Linked DNA regions of Mus musculus: region 1 is linked to region 2. The links are chromatin contacts, called in public HiChIP or PLAC-seq maps. All regions are on one chromosome and are shown on one strand. Each heading gives the region's core, a stretch centred on a gene start, on an enhancer-like site or on the middle of the called end of the contact. The rest is flanking DNA. Distances are from core to core; before and after follow the strand shown.

The links. HiChIP or PLAC-seq counts read pairs in DNA pulled down with a chosen protein or histone mark.
Region 1: a contact with region 2 is called in an H3K27ac HiChIP or PLAC-seq map of the NIH/3T3 cell line, with 3 times the contacts expected there. The contact joins two enhancer-like sites. A contact is called at or near these places in 1 of 15 datasets of contacts at CTCF or cohesin (the NIH/3T3 cell line) and 1 of 115 datasets of contacts at active chromatin or transcription factors (the NIH/3T3 cell line).

What each region holds. Positions count from the first base shown.
Region 1 is chr4:120,061,806-120,069,215 of GRCm38.p6, reverse strand. It overlaps Hivep3 (human immunodeficiency virus type I enhancer binding protein 3), which reads right to left. Exons shown (of 9, transcript NM_010657.3): 3 at 4,153-4,349. It overlaps Gm36215 (a long non-coding RNA gene), which reads left to right. Exons shown (of 3, transcript XR_376605.4): 2 at 2,426-2,537; 3 at 2,955-3,835. Among named protein-coding and RNA genes, the nearest start is that of Gm36215, 9.2 kb to the left of the region's middle. Within about 2 kb of position 1,490, at least 29 of the 459 cell types and tissues checked have an H3K27ac peak or open chromatin away from gene starts, as enhancers often do. A contact at or near this core is called in the NIH/3T3 cell line, where this site is marked.
Region 2 is chr4:119,784,881-119,791,902 of GRCm38.p6, reverse strand. It overlaps a transcript of Hivep3 not described here. Among named protein-coding and RNA genes, the nearest start is that of Hivep3, 26 kb to the left of the region's middle. Within about 2 kb of position 4,967, at least 47 of the 459 cell types and tissues checked have an H3K27ac peak or open chromatin away from gene starts, as enhancers often do. A contact at or near this core is called in the NIH/3T3 cell line, where this site is marked.

The sequences.
Region 1 (7,410 bases), core at 241-2,740, 280 kb before region 2:
GAAAGTCTACACAGGCATTGACAAGGGACAGAGCCACAAGGTTAAGTTCCCAAGTATGGAGAGTGTGGGCCTCCTGTCTGAATGGCATTTGTAGCAAGAAGGAATTCAAACAGCTGTTGGATACTGTTGATGATGCAAACCGGAACTCCTGTAGTCCACGTGGAATGCCCCATAGCACAGATGAGTACACAGTGGAAAATGCAACCCTTATATCTTCTATTGAAATGACTTTGGATTGTTTTCTTTGTAATTCTCTCTGTCTCTCTCTGTCTCTGTCTCTCTCTCTCTCTCTGTGTATGTGTGTGTGTATTTATATGTGTGTAGCCACACATACAGAGGCTCAAGATTGACATCAAAAATCATTTTCAGTCACTTTTCTATCTCATTCAGTGAAGTAGAATCTCTCCATCAAAACCAGAGCCCATCAAGGTGGCTAATCTCACTAACCAGATTGCCCATGGGATCCCATTTCCACTGTCCAAGGCTGGAATTACGTAAGGGGCTGCCACACTCACTGACATTCCCATGGGTTCTGGGGACCTAAACTCCAGACCTCATGCATGCACAAGTGCTTTAACCACTAAGGGTTTCCAGCCTCCTAGTTTTAACCTTTTTTTCATGGTGTGTGTGTGTGTGTGTGTGTGTGTGTGTGTGTATACTTGTACGTGTATGTGTGAAGTATGCAGAGGCCCTACGTGGGTGTCATCTGTCTTTCTTGATACTTCCCACTTTGTTTACTGAGGCAGGGTCTCCCAGTGAATCAGAAACTTGCCGAGTCTGCTTAGTGTAGCTAGCCATCTTGCCAAGGAGAGTCCCTGTCTCTGCCTTCCAAACGCTTGCTTTACAGGTGGCCACACACCTGCCCAGGTTTTTACATGTGTGCTGGGGCTCTGAACTCTGGTCCTTGTGCCTTTGGGACAAGTGATTTATCCATCTTCTAACCTTTGAATTCCTTAATTCTTAATCCTTAGCAAGCCAACCAAGACAAGAGAAGGCCACGGGGAAGCTGCAGCTGACAAGAAAGATCGTGGATGCCTAGGACTGCAGTCAGCACAGTGGCTGCGAAAGGCCAGAGTCTATTGCTCAGACTTTGAGGGTAGATAGGCGGAAGCAGCCAAAGCTGCTGTGCATGTGAACGAACAGCATGTTTTTCAATAAAGCTTTATTTACACAATCAGGCGGTGGCCACAGGTCTTAGCTTGTGGATCCCTAGTCTAAAATGTCAAAGTTTTGTAAATCAAAGCATAGTTATTACTCTATGTGTGAACTTTCATAATAAATCCATTTTAAAGATTGAAACTTAAAAAAAGATTAAAGAATAAACTCGCTTTATCCTGATCATTAAATCATCATTTCATACAAGATACGACATTTTAAATGGCTTCTCAGACAATGAAAATTTGAAAACCAGTGGCAGTGGTGTTTGCTGGGAAAACATTTCCCAATTCAGTTTCATGTTAGTTCTGGCCTGCAGCCACTCATTCAGAAATCACCTTATTCTGGAGATGGGCCCAGGTTAGGTCTCTCCTGAGGAGACTCCTGGTTACCTTGCATGACTCCAAGCCCTGCTGGGAGCCCAGGTGTCCCCAGCTAACTGGATCCCTGGCATAGTGGAGGCTGCCACACTGCACACCTGCCATCCTGGACCCTCATCCTTCATCTGCATGGATGCCACATAGCCCAGCCCACTTCCTAGTGGGCCAGCTGTGCCTATGATCTCCTGGATCCCCCAGCAGCTCTGAGTCAGAACTCCATTAATCACTGTGCTTTCTTCCCCAGGGAGAGTGCGGGAAGCGGCGGGGCCAGATTTCTGGCTGGAGCTGAGGCTCATTTGCTGCTGGGCAGGGCTCCCTCTGCAGATTGTCCCCCCATCCCCCAGCTGTCAGAGTCCATGTGGACTACTAGGAATTTGGGCATGAAGTAGGGGAGGGCACATGCCAGGAGTGGTAGAGTCCCGGGTGGTCCCCCAGACTGCCTGTGCTCCTCGGAGCTTCAGTTCTAGGTTACTCAAGAACCCACGTCCACCTTGTGGACCAGATCACTGAGGCTGCTAGAGGAGAAGGACCCTCCCCCCAACTTGCAGTTAAGTTGTCATGTGCACCATTGAAAACAAATGCAAAGTCAATAGAGCAGATGGTGCTGCAGGAGACCGAGGAACGGGACCCTTGGTGATGGGGCTCTCCAGTCATACTCTAGTCATCCACTTACTGCTGGAGGAGGAGTAACTGACTCACAGTCTTTTCTTCAGGAAGCATTTCAGTGGAACAGTAAAAGAGTTGATTCATTGTAGACAGAGTTTCTACCCCTGCGAGCTGTGTGACTGTCTTCAAATGACTGAACCTCTCTGTGCTCAGTGTCTGTCCATACATATTTTAAAGGATAAACAAGGCCAGCCTCACTAGGATTTTTCTCTTTTTCCTTTCAGGACTTAAACTCATCTATGAAGTACCAGGCCTTGTGTATAGAGAGGACCAGTCCCTTCACTTTAGGGTCCTGTGCCAGTACCAGGTGGTACAGCATAGCAGATCTATCACAGGGTGAGTGGTGGCTGAGTTGCCTGCACAGTAGGGGATATTAGGAAGGACTTCCAGGTGGGTGGTCCGTGTTTTAATAAGGCCTCATCTGTATGTGCGTGGTGCCCCTGTGAGGCAGGTACCACCTTCTCCTGTGTTGCAAGAGAGGAAACTGAGGCAAGGGAGAGGGAGCTATAACATGTTTCCAAACCATAAAAAAAAAAATCTACTGGGGGTGGGTATGGGGGACTTTTGGGATAGCATTGGAAATGTAAACGAGGAAAATACCTAATTAAAATCTACTAACACCAGTAACTGTTAGTGCTGGGATTTGAACTCAGGGATAGCCCCAGGTTCAATACCACTGTAAACATCCCCCATCCAAATGAGGCTCAGGTAGTTAATTTTTCTTGGGTCTTGGGGGTTTTTCTATCTCCACAGGATGCTTCTGGTCAGGACAGGCATGCTGGGCTGGGCGTGCTGAGGAGCTGCTGGCTGAAATCAAAGCCCATCCACCCCCATCCGTGAGCTGCAGCAATGCTGCCCATGAGGTGACTTACATCCCCGGCCCTGGCTCTGCACAATGAGAAAATGCCTGCTCTAAGCAGAGGGGACAAGCAGGCCTGATGGTAAATCATAGGTTTTCACGTCTTCTACATCATAGCTGAGCCCATACATGTAAACTTAAGACAGGTGGAGAATCCCTAGAGCCCCCAGAAGGCAGCTCCCAGGACCCACCCCAGAATCCAAACATAGTGGGCCCGAGGGTGTATACTTGCAAATGTCAGTACGGAGACAGAAGGATTGTAAGTTCAAGGCTAGCCCTGGCTAACAGAGTGTGATGCTGTTTCAAAGGGAAGGACTCCAGTGCAGAGCCTCATGTCCCTAGTGCTTAAGCAGATGACACAGGTATTCTGGGGAATCCGTGTTTCCTCCCTTCTTCCCTCCCTCCCTCCCTCCCTTCCTCCCTCCCTCCCTCCCTCCCTCCTTCCCTCCCTCCCTCCCTCCCTTCCTTCCTTCCTTCCTTTTTGAAAGCAGGTGCTCTCTCCTTCAGCCCTACCAGCTCCTTGGATGATGATGATGACATAGCTTGTAGCAGACAAAACACCCTAGGATTTAACTCTTACCCAAAGAGCTTCCAATGCCACACCCCCACCCATGTCACAGCCCACTCCTAACGCCCAAGATGGAGATATGCATGCAAACACATATAGGAGCCCAGGGACCTCACTTGCCTATGTACTCAGCCCCTAGAGTTTGGAACTCTCCAGGTAATCATGAGAGGCCAGACCTGACACCCTTCCATGCCTCCGGGCAGGGGCTTTATGACAGGGCAGGGTATGAAGGTGACTTAGGATTGGGCATGGAAGGACAAGCCTGGGAAACAGGTTAATATATCAGAGGCCTGGGTCCTTGTGAGACATTGTTGTGTCCTTTAGCAGAGGTGAGGTGGAGACTGAGGGGCGGAGACATGGGAAGGCTGGAATTCCTAATCAAGGCACCAGGGAATTCCAGACCAGCTCTGTCAGAGGTCAGGGAAGGCAAGGACAGGTGATGGCCACTCTCCAGACAGAAGGTTTTAAGAGAAGAACACAGCCAGCTAAAATGGCAGTTGGCAAACCAGACTGGAGCTTCTTACCTGCGCTGCAGGCACCACTTCCGATGACCAAAACTGAAGCGCTGCTCTCTCTGGAAGCCAGCGTTCATGTCCACTCCGGCCGCAAAGCCTCTGCTTACACACTGCTTCTCCCTGAGGAAGGGGTAGCGTGCCTGGCCAGCGGCTCTCCAGAGTCTTCCATGAGCTACTTCGAGGCAGCTTGGTTTGTGCCTCTGATCCTACAAAAGTGGGGAAGACGGAAGCCATGGTCAGGGAGTTTTCTAGATCAATTTTAGGTACAGAACAATCCCTGCTTTATCCCAGCCCTGAACTCTCTCCAAATTGCATTTCTGTCCCATGTCCCCTCAGGGAGATAGTAGGATACAGTGGCTCTGGGATGATACACTGTACATTCCTTTGCCCTATGCTAAACTTCCCTGAGTGTCATCCTTTACCAGGCGGATGGGCAGGGCTCCTGGTGGACCTCAAGGTTTCCAAATCCTGGAGTACAGTTTTTGGACAATGACAGATGACTGGGGTCTGTGTCAGGGCATCCTTGACCTTGAACAGGCTCGAGGGAAGTCTACTTGAAAGGTAGAGTTTTCTGTTTGGTTCTAGATGAGCAAGTTAGAGGGACTGGCATCAGTCAGACTCTATGAACGCTTGCTGGCCTGAAGGTGGAAGGATCATGTGGAAGGGAAGGACCCAGAGGCAGCAGCTAGCAACTCGGAAGGACTGCCCATCTGAAAACCAGCAAGGGAACAGAACTTCAGCCCCCCCACCAACCACAGGGACTCAGGTTACATCAATCCAAGAATGAGATTGGAAAGGTATAACACTCCCCAGAGCAGGGTTGACTCCTCAGTTTACCCACATCCAATGCCAACCTAAGCCAACTGCAGACGTGATTGGGTGCCTTCGTGGTAAGGACATGGTTACAGCCTAGGGACCTATAGAAGCAAGCTGACCCATGGGTATGGCGCACAATCACTTACCCTGAGGGGGCTGCTAGCCCAAGTGAAAACTAACATGCTTGGAACAGTGCGGGGGGCAAAGGAGTGCATTGTGGTTTCCAAGTTACTAAACAAAACACTCTTCGAGCCAAGGGAAGCCTAGGGCAGGACAGGAGCTCCAGAGAGATTCCTGAGCAGATGGATGGATGAGCAAGCGATGTGGCTCAGGCACCAGGGCAGCTGTCATAAGGCTCAAACCAGGAAGCTCAGAGGAAAGCACTTCTTAAAGCAGAAAACCCGAGTCGTTTAGCTGTGTGCCGCATAGCGTCCTAGGCATGCCACGCTCTTTGGACTCTCCGTCCGGTTTGTCTGCTTCTGATGGTGTGGTGTGAGAGCTGAGAATGTGATCTCTAAGGCTCTGATACCCTAGGTTCTGGTCCACGTCCTTCTCTTTGTGACCTCCGTGGTGTGTGAAGTCACTGTGTGTGAAAAGGAGGCTGAGAATGGTGAGGGCTTTCTGAGCTTTGGTGAGTCACTGTGCACGCAGTGCCGAGAACAACGCCTGGCATGTGGCACAACCCACATAATTTCCCCGGACTCTGTCCCAGAGCGGAGTGTAGTAATGTGGGGTAACCTGCACATAGGCCTGTGGCACTGTCCTCTTGCTTGTCCTCGGCACCATGCTTTGTGAGAACGTAAGTCCTTGGCAACCACTCCACACAGATGATTGCTACAGAACACAGAGATCACCTGAGGTCTCCAATGTCCCCTCTCACCACACCTGCTGCTGTTCAACTCCGAAGAGTGGCATGGTAGAGAGGACTGGCTCTGTGGCTCCCTGTGGTAACTTATTTGAGTCTGCCAACAGAGCCATCTAGACATTGCACAGCTTTGCCATGTCCCATCAACTCCAAGTCTGATCTCCCAGTCCACTGCAAGTATTAAAAAAAAAATAGGAGTACCTGATACCTCCCACCGAGACCCCAGAGCACCCACAGGCCAGGCCCCACCTCCAAGCCCTCCTCAGACTGTTTCAGACATCACACCCCTCCCCCACAGCATGTCTACCTGGTCAGATGCTTCTCCCACTCATCAAACTCGCACCACACTGGACATGAGGTCCACCGCCCACGAGACCCAACACCCGCTTGCTACAGTTCTCTTTCGATAAGCAAGTGTCCTCTGTGCAGACACCAGGAGCTGAGAGTCCTTCCAGACGGTGTGATATTCAGACAGGTTTCCTCTGAATCACATGCAACCCCTAGCGGGAATCCCCCACGCAATGTGTGACAATTCTTTTTAGAACCCGACGTGGTCGTTCATTCATTTAATGGGTCCAGCTGGCTAGCAGTTGCCAAAGTGGACAAGATTTGGTCCTTGTCTTCAGAGGAACCACACTGGAGTCGATTCTGATGGTGTCTGGATGTGGGGGGTGTTTCAAGCTCAGCCCTTGAACCTCCTGAACAGGGACCATCAAGAAACTGCACACTGAGGAGTCATGACCGAAGCAGGAGTCAGCAGGAAAAGAGGTTTGCTAGAGGAGGAGGCAGGACTTGAGCTGCCCGGGGACTGGGGTCATGAGATGGTTTTGATTCATGAGGGGGTGTGGCTTGTGGAGGACCTAGGATGAGCTGAAGCATGGAGACCGGCTTCGTCATCCCATCACCAGCCACTCACAGTCCTCCTCAGTAGCTGTCCAGCTACATCTGCATATTAGTCACCTGAGAATGTCATCCCCAAGACCCAAGTTTCTAGATGACAGAGAGGGCTCAGTGGTCTGCCTCTTCTCCCCGAAAATGCCACTAAAACAAAAAAGAGCCTACAAATTGGAGGAGATCCTGAGTCATACCAGCTGGCCAGAAAGTCTGAGGACTCAGAGGAGTGGGGACCACAGAAAGCCCAATCGCATCCCACCAACTGCTTTAGGCGGGAATAGGAAAGGCCCACTCCCAAGTCAGGAAACAAAGTTCAGCCTGGGAGCACATCCTCTGAGTCTCCAAAGGGACCAATATGGGTGGGAGGGAAGCACTAGATGCCAGGGCCACACACCTCTGTCCCCTACACCTCAGCCAGTAGCTGGGGCTGGGGCAGATGACATTGACAGACATCACAGAAGCTTCTGGAAAGATCCATCCCCTTCTCAGCACCTTACACACTAAGTTCCTGTGATTCCCTCCTCTGGCCTCAGCACCCCGTGCCTGCCGTTTCTGCCAGTCACGGGTTGTTGTGCGACAGTTCTTACACAATCGTGAGCCAATCCTCAGCAGAGCCACCCCACCTCACACACACTCCAGATACTCTGTGGAGCTGCTGTGCTCCCTTCCCAGAGCAGGGAGCACCTCAGCTT
Region 2 (7,022 bases), core at 3,718-6,217:
ATGCCTAACAGTAGGGAGAGGAAACTTACAGAGCCCACCTCCAGCAGGAAGACAGGGCATCAAGTGAGGGATGGGGTTGCCATCCCACAGTCACATCTCTGACCCTTAATTGTTCCTGTCCGAAAGATTTACAGGGATGGAAATGGAGAGGAGCCTGAGGGAAAGAAGGTACAGTGACAGGCCCAAAGTGGGATCCAGCTCAAGGGGAGGTCTCAAGGCATGATACTATTACTGAGGCTATGGAACACTCACAAAAAGGGACCTAGCATGACTGTCCTCTGAAACACCCAACAAGCAACTGAAAGAGTCAGATGCAGATATTTTGCACCCAACCAATGGACAGAAGCAGCTGACCCCTGTTGTTAAATTAGGGAAGGCAGAAAGAAGCTGAGGAGAAGGGCGATCCTGTAGGAGAACCAGCAGTTGCAATTAATCTGGACCCCCGAGATCTCTCAAACACTGGACCACCAAACAGACAGCATACACCAGCTGATCGGAGGCCCCCAACACACATACAGTAGAGGACTTCACAGTTCAAGGAATGATTTGTAGAGCTGTGACTCTGCCCAGAGATGGGACTCTCTGATGCAGTGTCCCCAAAGGACACATGTAAAAGGACAACACATGGCCTTGGTTCCAGGATCTCTGGAGGGCAAGGCTGTGTGACAGGTATTCCTTGCTGGGCATCAGCTCATCCTCAACTGCCCAGGGCTCTGAGGCACTTGGAGGTCAAGTGCAGGTTTCCTTGCAGGGTATGGATCTTGGCAAGCTTATTTTTTACTGACTCCAGCTATCCTGGCCTTCCATTTTTCAAGTCAGTGTTGAATCCCTAAGAGCTCATTAGTAGTTCTGAGCACATATTAGGGTGCAGAAAGCCTTTGTGTTGCTGATTGAGGAGGCAGCATACATTTTAAACTTGATTATTAAGGAATAAATCCAGCCTTTGTAGAAGAATCCATCTCTTTCTGTGTTTAACGAAAAACAAGAAGGCCTTCAGGTGACTTGCCACCTGTTGTAGGCCAGGTGGCCTCACTCTGTGAGGGCAGCTGCTTCTACTAACAGGGCACTTGTCACCAGGGGCCCAGAGTCTCTGAGCGTGGGAGTGATGTAGGAGTCATGAATGCACAACAACAACACTTAGTTTCAGATGTCTGCAAGACTGTTAGACCAAGGTCTTGGGAGGCTCGGCTTCACCATATGCCAGCTCCGTGGCCTCCGGCATGTTGCTTCATCTCTCTTAAGTCTGAGTTTCCTCGTTTGAAAATGGATGATAACAGTATCTATCCCTCAGGGCTATGGCAGGGATGAAAGAGCTAATGTGTGCCAGACTCAGGACATAAGTCATACTCAGTAAATGATACCTATTGTTACTATTATTTAGGATCTACTTTCTCAGCTTTCAGATTGTTTTTTATCCTCCAGTGTTTCCACTGAGAGAGAAAATAAAAACGGAAGCCAGGGAGACTGAATTGAACATTGTAATAGCTAACCTTTGGGAGATTTAAAATGGTCCAGGCACTAGTGGGTGGTATTGACATGTTTTAGCTCAATTAATCTTCACAACAACAATCAGCCAGGTGGTACCGTGAACCCTACTTTTCAAAGGGGTGTCTGATGCCAATAAAAGTAAAACAACTAAGCTTGGGTGTGGATTGAGTAAAGAAAGGCTGCTTGGTGAGCTGGGGGGAGATGAGGTGGAAGAGGTGGGGGATCACAGTGGGAAGAACAGGAAGTATTCCGAGGCTCTGTGGGCTATGCAGTCTTTCCTTTCATGCTCTTTAGGGGACAAAATTAAGACTGAGAATCCTCTTTAATGAGCTGCCTCATGCTTCTTTGAAGACCACATAGGCTCAGAGGGCACGCTTAGGCAGGAGGAATGCACTTTCACCAGAACTGTAAGCTGGTATTCTACAATAGCAAAGACTCCCATTAGACCCAACCACAGCCCATGACCTCAGCGCATTAAGTACAGTACCCTGTAGGTCCAACGTCCTCAAAGGGGACAAGAGGCTACTAAGGCCTCCAGACTCTGGGCTATGCTTAGCCTCAGTAGTCCGCCCCCAAGTTTCTCCCAGGGCTCAGCTCCTTTGTATTCTTTCATTTTTGTCCTCTCTATAATAATGAACGTGTGACTCAGAGGTTTAATGAGTTACCAGGAGAAGTTAACCAGGAGGGAAGCCCATCAAGGAAACTCATAATTAAAGTTGCAAATGGACAGAGGAATACAATCACTGTGTGAGCTGGGGGACTCGGGGATGACTCAAGAGTTAGTCTGGTTAGAGGAGGGCCTCCGAGACTTCATGTATTGTGGAGGAAGATATGGAAACTGAAGAACAATTCTGGACGCCTTCTATAGTCAAAAGAGATGGGTCTTCTGGGCCTTTTTTCCCGCTCTTAAATGAGACAGAGCAGTAGCCAGGAGTCCCTTCCCACAGAAGCTGAGCAACAGTGAAAGCAGATTTCACCAGGGGAGTCATTACCACCCAGTTGCTAGCACCACCAGACTCAACTGCCAATTACTTCCCGGTTTACTCACGGGTCCTGTGGGAAATGGTCACAGACAGGAGAAGGTGAACAGCAGAAGCACCCACTGGGCTTCTGCCCTTTATCCCCAAATCAGAATATTTTGTACCTGCTGAAGCCTAGCTATAAAAGACTATGGAAGCCTGTTATACTGCCTTTAGAGAAAGGAGACAGGGCTGTGGCAGATGACATGGTCCCCATGCCCACCTGAGACCCACTGTCTATTTTGTGTCCCTCGGGATCAGTAATGCAATGGTCCAGGAGACTGTAAATTCTTAGAAGAAACTCAGGCTAACCTAACACTGTTTTCGGAAACAGCGGCCACAGAAAGTGCATTCTGCCTATGAATCCATCCCAGGATTTTTGCCCTGATGAAGCATGCCAATAGAACAGTCCTACAAAATAATCGCAAATATCAGATGATCCAAACAGCATGACTCACTGTCTTGTCCCCATATGGTATGGTGTGAATATGAAATGTCCCTTCCAGCTCATGCGCTGGAGCCTAGGCCCCTGGGGGGGGGGGAGTGGTATTATTTGGGGAGGTTCTAGAAATGCTAAGGGGCGGAACTTTGCTGAGGAAGTATGTCACTGGGAGAGAGTATTTAGGAGTGACATCCCTGTGGCCCTTCCTGTTGCAATGAGGGGAAGAAGCCCCTCCTCCACGTGCACCCAATACCACGATGCTCTGCATGGGGTCAAGCACCCATGTGCCAAGCCCTCTGAACCTGTGGCTGTTAGTCAACCCTTTTCCCTTGAAATTGTTCTTTCAGGTAATTTGGTGACAGTGATACAGAAGCCTGACTAATATGCCAAAGAGTTATGATTCCTGAAGGGCAGGGGGGCTGGGGGGGGGGGCTAGGGGGTGGCTAAGGCCTCCCAGCCCTCCCATAAGAATGCAAAAGCAACCATTTTAGCAACAGAGAGAAAAAGAAATGACCCCAAACTATTTCCACTAATGAAAATAAAGGACATCTGAGGAGCTGGGGATGGCTCTGTGGTCCAAAATACTCAATATTCTTGCACAAGTTCAGTTCAGTTCAGTGGAGTTCAGTTGCTAGCACCAGCATTGGGAGGACCACAGCCACCTGCTACTCTAGCTCCAGGGGCTCTGATGACACCTTCTGGCCACTGAGGGCACCTATACACATGTGCACAAACCCATACACAGATAGATAGATAGATAGATAGATAGATAGATAGATAGATAGATAGATAGATACATACATACATACATACATACATACATACATACATAGATGTATATACATGCAAATCAAAATGTTTCTAAATAAGAAAGGAGATATGAGCCCATGGACCTTTAATTTACACATGGAATCTGAAATTCACTTTTAAATTTTGTTTAAGTATTTTGGTGGTTTAAATGAGAATGCCCCCCTCCCAGGGCCTCATACATTTCAATGTTTGGTTACCCAGTTGGTGGACTGTTTAGGAAGGATCCTCCAACAGCCTTGTTGGGGGAGGTGTGTCACTGAAGGTAAGCCTTGAAGCTCAGGTCTGTCTGTCTGTCTATCTGTGTCTCTGTCTCTGTCTCCCTCTTCCACCCTGCCTCCTGCTTATGAATCAGATGTAAGCTTTCAGCTATGGCTCCAGTACCATGCCTGCCTGCTTGCTGCCATGCTCCCCACCATGATGGCCATGGACTTATCCTCTGAAATTGTTAGCAAATCCTTTTATAAGTTGCCTTGGTCATGGTGTCTGCTCACAGCAATAGAAAAGTAACTGAGACAAGTATGTATGGGTTTGGACCAGCTTAGAAATAAATTACTGAGGCTAAAGAGAAGCAACTGGAAGGTTCTCCAACTTTGGTTTCTTGTGATTCTACATAAATTCTTCCTACTCATTCCTCTATGTTCAGAGCAGATGGGGAGAAAATTGCTTGTGTCTAAAAGGTCTTTGGGAGAATAAATTTATTTATTTTTTATTTTAATCAAACTATATGCCTGTTTTGTAAAATAAGTATCCATAAATACACATTTGGAAGTGATACAAATATATGAAATGAACTATTTTACCATAGACAACTGATTTTTTTCCTCTCGACTCAGTAATATTGTTATATTTTGCCATACTTCCTGAAACCTACCTCCCACCAGTCTGAAAGCCTATACACAAAGGCTAAAAGAAGCACTGTAAGGCCACAAAAACAAAGGCTGGCCAGAATGATCTTTATGTCAACAATTAGATGTTCATTTTACCAAATGAAGTAGAATAAAAAAGCACAATCATTACAATATTAATACTGATCCAATCTCTAGGCAGTTTTTAGTTCCCTAAGACACTGCTAAACAAGGAGGTATGAGTTTCTCATTAATCATTGTCAATAAACATAAAACATATTTAGCATGGTCCAGTCTGATGTAGCAGAGCCAAACCACTTAGGGTCAGATCTTGGTTCCCACATAAATAGCTTAGGCATGTGAATAGACCTCTCTGAGCCAACCTCCTCCTTAGCCTTCCAGTTAATCCAGAGGCATCTGGAAGAGCTCTGTGCGCCAAGGACATACTGGACAGAAGGAAGAAAAGTTCACACTGCAATGAAGCCCATTGTCTAGACTGGACACAGAGCAAAGACTTGAAGCACTGGAGGAGGAAAAGGAGGAGGAGGCGGGGGGGGGAGGAGGAGGAGGAGGAGGAGGAGGAGGAGGAGGAGGAGGAGGAGGAGGAGGAAGAGGAGGAGGTGGTAGAGGAGGAAGAAGAGTCCAGAAGGTTTTGTTTGTGGTCCAAGTCTATTCTTAGCCAAGGGATAAGATACCTAAAAGGTTATTTACCATCCAGACAATCCTCCCCAGTTTAGCCAGTTCGCAGTCTGAATCACTCACTGAGTCAGGGCAGGACATGGTGCCAATGCCTGTCCTTGAGCAATTCAGGTACCTGAGTCACAGCCTATTTTAAAAAGACAAACTGATCTACATCTGGCATTGCCAGGGCGAGCTAATTCCCCCACATGCAATCTACTACAGGTGACTCTTCTTTACTCATTGAGATTGCAGAACTGGATTTAGCTGGCTGTGGAGGGGCAGCACAGAGCAGCAGAAGTAGCACAGAGCAGCAGAAGTGGCACAGAGGGACTCCCAGCCACCAGTTACCTGCCCTGAGACCTTGAAAGTGACTTAAACTTTCTGATCATATCATTTGTTAATAAAAAGGGCAGCATAAATGACTCCTGCTTTGAGGGGGACTCAGAGCAGGCTGACCCTGCAGAGGGTCCAGACCCTGCCATTTCTCTGCATGGCCAGGAACAACCTGAGGCAAAGGCAACTGCATGAGCAAAGGCTGTGCTGGCTAAAGGTGTTGGGGGGCAGTGGCTGGAGATAGTCCACGTGGAGAATTTCAAGGCATACCCCTAGGGCTCTGGAGCAAGGCCTGTAGGTTCTTCGGCACAGAATAACAAATCACTAAAAGAGCTTCTGGTGGCTTCTGGGCCACCTTGTGGACTCTGGCCATGGGATAGCATGTGACTAAATGGACAGAACTACAAAACTTTTAATGTAATATTTTTGTTAGTTATGGGAGTATTTTTTACCCTCCCCACAACTCTTTCCCCCAACTCCTCCCAGTTCTACTTTGCTACCTCTTTCCTATGACATGGCCCCTCTGTAAAACCCACCAAGGCCAGTTTGTATTGCCCATATATTCATGGATATAGGTATCAACCACTAGAGCAGGCTCTCAACCTTCCTAATGCTGTAACCCTTTAAAACAGTCCCTCATGTAGCAGTGACCCCCAACCATAAAATTATTTTTGTTACTTCATAATTATAACTTTCCTAATGTGATGAAGTATAATATAAATATCTGTGCTTTCTAATGGTCCAAGTCAACCCTTATGAAAGGGTCATTTAATACCCCCACAAAGGGATCATGATACACAGGTTGAGAACATATCAACGACACTAGAGTAGACTTGATCTACTAGGGGCCAAACACTTGAAGCAGAGCTGCAAATGCGGAGCTAAGTGCACCCACAAAATCATAATGCTGGGGGGTCCACAACAAGCCATCGTAAAGCAAAAGCTGTACACTCCAGGCTTCCCACAAGTGAAGCCTTCAGGGCTGAAGACATGATTGGAAAGAAAAGGCAGCCAAGGTCTACTCTACCATGCCGCTCCCTGATGTTACAGCAACCCTTCTTACTCAGATCACAACTGTGACCTCACTGGGGAATTTCCCATGCTCAACTGATAAAGGAGGGGAATGCCTCAGAATAGGTGTGCAGATATGTCAGCTGGCTGGGTGGGTGTGAACTGAAAATGGACAGCCAGTATCATGCATGATCCTCACTGTATGTGGAAAGTGGCCCATAGCAAGGTTATTACTACAGATTCGTGGGCAGTGGAAAAAGGCTTGTCTGGTGGCTTTGGCACAAGCAAGTCTGCAAAGAGTTGTATTTCAGGCCTTTGGGCCCAAAGTCTGAGGGCCTCAATATTGTGCACATGTCCCTACTAATGGACTCTAACTGTGGAGGAAGAATGAAT